Linked DNA regions of Mus musculus: region 1 is linked to region 2. Evidence: chromatin contacts called from public HiChIP or PLAC-seq data. All regions are on one chromosome and are shown on one strand. The core of a region is the stretch at or near the end of the contact, and the rest is flanking DNA. Distances in the headings are between cores, read along the strand shown.

Region 1 (2,926 bases), core at 246-2,745, 960 kb after region 2:
CTCGCTGGCTACCATCACTGCCAGGGGACTGACTCTCTTCCCTGGAGAAATGCTATGCAGCAAGGGCAGAGAAAAGCCTGAGAAAGAGGAGGAGGCTGCTGGAGAGCAGTGTCTGCTATGAAGGCAGTAAGAAAAGAAATAAGATTAATAATGAGTTATAGTAATTATTATATCATAGTCATTATATTATATTAATATTATAAATAATATGAATAATTGGAACTCCTGTGCTACACATCCCAGGTAAGGGAGTCCTGTTCTTATTAACAGAAAAGGCACATGCAGGGCCTTTGTTCATTAGGCTGCAAGGTAAGAGCCATGGAAGCCAAGGAGGCAGTGTGCTGTGACCTTGAGTGATGGGAAGGTTGGACCCAGATGGGAGTAGAGGGGCTGCTTCCCTGGGTTGCCTTGGGTACCACGGTGGATTGGGGAAGGGCTCATAGGGCGGCAGAGATTTGAGGAAGAGAGACTTGCAATGGGTCAAATGTGCAGTGAAGTGGGACTCCCCAAGGGCGTGGTGGCAGAGGCAATGGAAAAGAAGAGAGCCAAGAGAAAGGTGAAGAAAGGACAACCCCCAAGTGGACTTGGTGAGTGGGACCGGGAAGAGTAGGAGAAAGACTGAGGTTCCTGGCCTGGGCAACCAGGGGAGCCCAGGGAAAGAGCCTGTGTTCCATTCAGAGGTCCAAAGGCTTTTCATCAGGTCATGGAGCAGGACCAAGATTCTGGGTTGATGCTCCATCAAGTAGCCAGCCCTGTAAAATTGGATCCTGCTGTGCTTTCTGCACAGGTGTCTCTCTCAGCCCTGCCAATGTAAGCAGGTGAAACTTACATACATGCAGATATATGCAAATGAGCAACCCGGCCTGGGCCCAGAGCCAGAGAGGCAAGTCCTCCCCCACCTCCAGGGACCCAGAACGGGCCTTCCCAGCCCTGACTCACGAGCTGACATGCCGCCTGGAATGCCATCTCCCCTGCCTGGCTTCCTCTAACTTGGTAAACTTGCTCCTGGAATCTCACTGAAGCTCAGGTCTGAGGTTCCAGGCTGGAACACCGGAAGCCAGGGCTGGGGAGACATTCTAAGTCAGAGTACTTAGAATTGTTCCTCCTCCAAAATCAGGTGATTGGAGGTAGGAGACAGATGCCTGTCTGGGTTAAAAAGTATGCAATGTGGGCCGGCAACATGGCTCAGGCCCTGTGTGAGGCAGAAGGAGAGAACCAGATACTTCCGGTTGTTCTCTGACCTCCATGGACTTGTGCCCCACAGTTTAAAAAGAAATAAAATAAACATTAAAACGTGTGCAATGTACATAGTATTTCCTAAAAACCTTTGACACACACTGGGGCTTTGTAACAACTTGTGAACTGCCTGGTTTACTAGCTCCATTTTACAGATGGAGACACCGAGGCTCATGTCGAAACGTCTTTGTCAGGGAAAACCTGACTTGTGTTCACAGAACTGGCTTTCCAGAGCAGGCAGGCCCTTCTGACTCAGTGTTCTTGGCTCCGCTCTGTGGTTTGTGCTGGGCTGAGAGAAGGGAGGGGGGAGCAGATTCTGGAGTCTGGGGCTCAAATTTTCCCAGACAATCATGGAAAAGAAGTGGTGTGTTTCTTTTGTATATTTAATTTTTTTTCATTTATTTATTTATTTGTGTTATGTGGGGGGATGGAGCCCAGGGCCTTGTGCAAGTTAGGCAGACACTCTGCCAATGAACCTGAGGAAAAAAAAAACTTCATTTCTTTTGCTCCCTGTGCACCCCAGAAAGTAAGTTCTTGCCTTGGAAAAGGGGCCATACCCTTTGAGTTGAACCATGCATTCCCACTGCGGCCCCATCATGCTTGCTTTCTCTCTCCTCTCCCTTCATCCCCTCTCTGTTTCCAGATACAAGGTCCCATAGCATAGCCTAGGCCAGCCTGGAACCCTCAGTCCCTCCTGTTTCTCCAATACGGGAATCATACTGCCAGCACACCGGGGAGTGTGCTCTTTTTATGAACCTACTAAGTACAGAGTCTACAGATTCCACTCAGTGAGTCAGTCACACACTGTGTGCACCTGTGGTTTGTGTGTGTGTTTGGGTGTGCTACAATTGAGGGGGAAATTACTGAATTTAAAACACACTGCATGGGGCTGGAGAGATGGCTCAGCAGTTACGAGCACTTCCAGAGGCCCTGAGTTCAATTCCCAGCAGCCACATGGTGGCTCACAACCATCTGTACTGGGCTCTGATGCCCTCTTCTGGCACACAGATACATGCAGATATATACATAAAATAAATAAATGTTTTAAAAAATGAAATATACAGCACAATGAAGCACCTTACAAACAAGGCATGTGGGCCAAGAACCGGAACTCCTCAGGCCTCGACACCCCCCCCCCCATACACCCTGGCTTGCACACTTTGTCTTTTCCTTCTCTTTACTTACCTCTGTCTGTTGGTGACCTTCACATGAATGGCAGGCCACACACTGGTCTTAAGCTCTGGTTATTTCGAGAGAGGTTTTCACTATGTAGCCCAGGCTGGTCTCAGATTCATAGCCTTCCTGCCTCAGTCTCTCAAGTGCTGGGAGACCAGTCTATCAGCTTCTTGCTGCCCTTAGGGTCCCCTCCTGCAGGACTGTGCCACTCTCTGGGCTTTCCCTAGCACTGCTCCTATTTCCTCCTGTCACGTGCTCTTGGTGGGGTTTACTCCATCAAGACATGAATGGAGTCCTGCAAGGTGTGACTGTGGGACATTGGCACAGGGTTGACATGTGCTAAATGACCTGTGAACACGAACTAAAGAAATAAATGAAAGTGAGGGTGTGTGTTTGAGGGGAGTGGGGTAGTATGCCTCTGTCTCTTTCATCAGAATCCCAGTGACAGGGGTCCCATTGAGGCTACAGGGCCACGTTAAGAGACGGGTTTCTGACAAAGGTCCCTGCTACCTCC
Region 2 (2,700 bases), core at 180-2,679:
GGAGGGGCGTGGAAGACAGGACTTTTTTTGGTCTTGTTTTGTTGTTTTTTGTTTGTTTGTTTGTTTGTTTGTTTTTTCGAGAGAGGGTTTCTCTGTGTAGCCCTGGCTGTCCTGGAACTCACTCTGTAGACCAGGCTGGCCTCGAACTCAGAAATCTGCCTGCCTCTGCCTCTCAGGTGCTGGGATTAAAGGCAAGCGCCACCACTGCCAGGCAGAACTTACCATCTTGTTTCTTTGTTTGTTTGTTTGTTTGTTTGTTTGTTTTTTAAAGCTGAGAACGGAACCCAGGCTTCTCACACCGTAGGCAATCACTCTGCCACTGTGCCATATTCTCAGGTGGTTTTATTGTTTTGGTTTCTTTCTTTCTTTCTTTCTTTCTTTCTTTTTTTCTTTCTTTCTTTCTTTCTCTTGGCTTATTTTATGCATATGAATGTTTAACTCCATGTATATATGTGAACTGTATGCATAGCTGGTGCCTTGGAGGTCAGAAAAGGACATTGGATTCCCCTGAAACTAGAGTTACAGATGGTTGTAAGCCACCAAGTGCATGCTGGGAATTGAACCTGGGTTCTCTCCAGCCACACCGAATTATTTTCTTGTGTTTTTTTACTTTGAGAGAGTGGTCAGGCTGTCTTGAACTCACTCTGTAACCCGGATGGGCCTTGAACTTGCCATCCTCCTGCCTCAGCCTCCTGTGTAGTAGGATTTCCAGGCCTGCTCCATGAGGCCACTTTACTATAATGAGCCAATCTTACACAGTGGTAACTATCTCTCTAGGCTTAGGCCAGTAAACCACAACTCCGGAAGCAGAGACAGCTATTCAAGATCATTGTCAGGTACGTATTGAGGCTAGCCTGAGCTAGAGACCCTGACAGAGAGAGAGAGAGAGAGAGAGAGAGAGAGAGAGAGAGAGAGAGAGAGAGAGAGAGAGAAAGCTAAACAAAAGAAGTTTTAAATAAAAGAATCCACCTAGGAATTTAGATTGGAATCAGAAGAACCAGCTCAGAAATTAAGGGGTTAATTCAGACTTCTAGATCAAATTTGAAGGTGAGGAGCTGAAGCAAGGAGACTTCTGATCTTTGAGGACGGTGGAGAGGAAGTGGCTCATGTCATAGGATCCATACATGTGCAATGTGGTTCTCATCACAGCTGGCGATGACATGCCAGCCAGGCATCCAGCAGAGGGATACAGCCCAGTTCAGAAGCCTTTTCAGTATCATGGCTGAAAGATACTATGTAACCAGGTGTGGGGAAGGAGAGCAGTGTCCTATTGACAGAGGCCTGATAAACATTGAGAGCGTTCATCCTGGGGGTGTGAGACTAAAATAAGTTCCAAGACAGCTTAATGACCCATCCCAGCCTTCTCCCGGGAGTGAGTCACCAGCATTGTATTACCCCTGATCAGCCTTCACTGCCCTGGCGCCCACGACAAAGCCACCGAGATACCACACGGGCTGCACTGCTTCCGGATAAAGCTTTGGGCCTGTACCACAGGGAAGATAACACTAGCCAGCCTCATCAATCATTCCCAGGCATGCTACACTCTCCCTTCACTTCTTACATTCAGGGTTTGCATAAGCAGGCACTGTGTAGAGGTGAAGGTCTCTGTAGTCCTGCAGGGCTCTGTGGCCAGAGTGGACGTGGCCAGTCACTGAGGCCGTCCGGGCCTGCTCCTACCCACAGTACTGCTTGCTAGAGGGACTCCTCACAGCAGGGAATAATGAGACTGGATAGGAGTGGCCTAGTGCCCAATCCAACTGCAGTTCTATCACTTATGAAATAAGGAAAACAGGTGAGCCTGTGATTCCAGCTATTCAGAAGGCCGAATGAAGTAGGAGGATGGTAAGTTCAAGGTTACCCTGGTCTGAAAATCAAGTTCCAGGACAGCCAGGGCTACATAATGAGACACTACCTCAAAACAAAAACAGAAACAGAAACAGAAAAACAAAGCCAGACAAACAAAGGAACGGGCGAGATGGCCAGACTGGAGCAGGGGCTTTGAATTTCCATTCTGGGTCCACAGTGCAGAAGCTGTGTGAAACCAAGTGGTCCTTCAACCTCTTGGAGACTGTCCTTCACGCTCATCAGTGGCAACCTATCAGCTGCTGCTCCTCTGGGGACTGGCTGACATTTTGAGAGCTTAGGGTGCGCTCTGGGTACTGTTCAAAGACCACTGCATATCTGTATCACCTCCAGCATTAGCAATAAACCTAGGCAAGGGACATGTGCTGTTATTATGAACACTCTGCCCCCTCCCACTCCCCACCCCCTCACTCCCCCACCTCTGGCCCCCGCTCAATCTCAGACCAGAGAACAGTGAAGTGGGGAGCTAAAGAGCTTGCCTGGAGTCTCATACAGCTACAGAGCCTGGATTTGGACCTGGGAGGCTGATGGGTATAGCCCATGCCTCACTGGATCCTTTTCTGGTTTTGTTTGTTTGCTCGCAGCAGCACTAGGTTGGAGCCAGCTCCTTGGGGACACCAGGCAAGGCTGTATGTACCTCCTGGTCCTTGGAGTTCATGTTTTCAATTACTACGGGTAGCGCACGGAACACTGGCACATGGGACATGCTCCACGGTTGTTAGTGTTTGACTCAATGTTTGCCTTAACCAGGCATGGTAAACACACCTGTAGCCCCAGCACTTTGGCAACTGGGGTATGGGAATAGCAAGCTCAAGGCTAGCTTGGGCTATACCTTTA

What was found. HiChIP or PLAC-seq counts read pairs in DNA pulled down with a chosen protein or histone mark.
Region 1: a contact with region 2 is called in an HNF4G HiChIP or PLAC-seq map of pancreatic cancer cells. The contact joins two enhancer-like sites. A contact is called at or near these places in 1 of 115 datasets of contacts at active chromatin or transcription factors (pancreatic cancer cells) and 1 of 9 other capture datasets (liver).

What each region holds. Positions count from the first base shown.
Region 1 is chr11:95,152,401-95,155,326 of GRCm38.p6, forward strand. All of the region lies in intron 1 of Dlx4os (distal-less homeobox 4, opposite strand), which reads left to right. Among named protein-coding and RNA genes, the nearest start is that of Dlx4, 8.1 kb to the left of the region's middle. Within about 2 kb of position 1,496, at least 19 of the 459 cell types and tissues checked have an H3K27ac peak or open chromatin away from gene starts, as enhancers often do. A contact at or near this core is called in pancreatic cancer cells, where this site is marked.
Region 2 is chr11:94,188,287-94,190,986 of GRCm38.p6, forward strand. No RefSeq gene overlaps it. Among named protein-coding and RNA genes, the nearest start is that of Tob1, 22 kb to the right of the region's middle. Within about 2 kb of position 1,430, at least 54 of the 459 cell types and tissues checked have an H3K27ac peak or open chromatin away from gene starts, as enhancers often do. A contact at or near this core is called in pancreatic cancer cells, where this site is marked.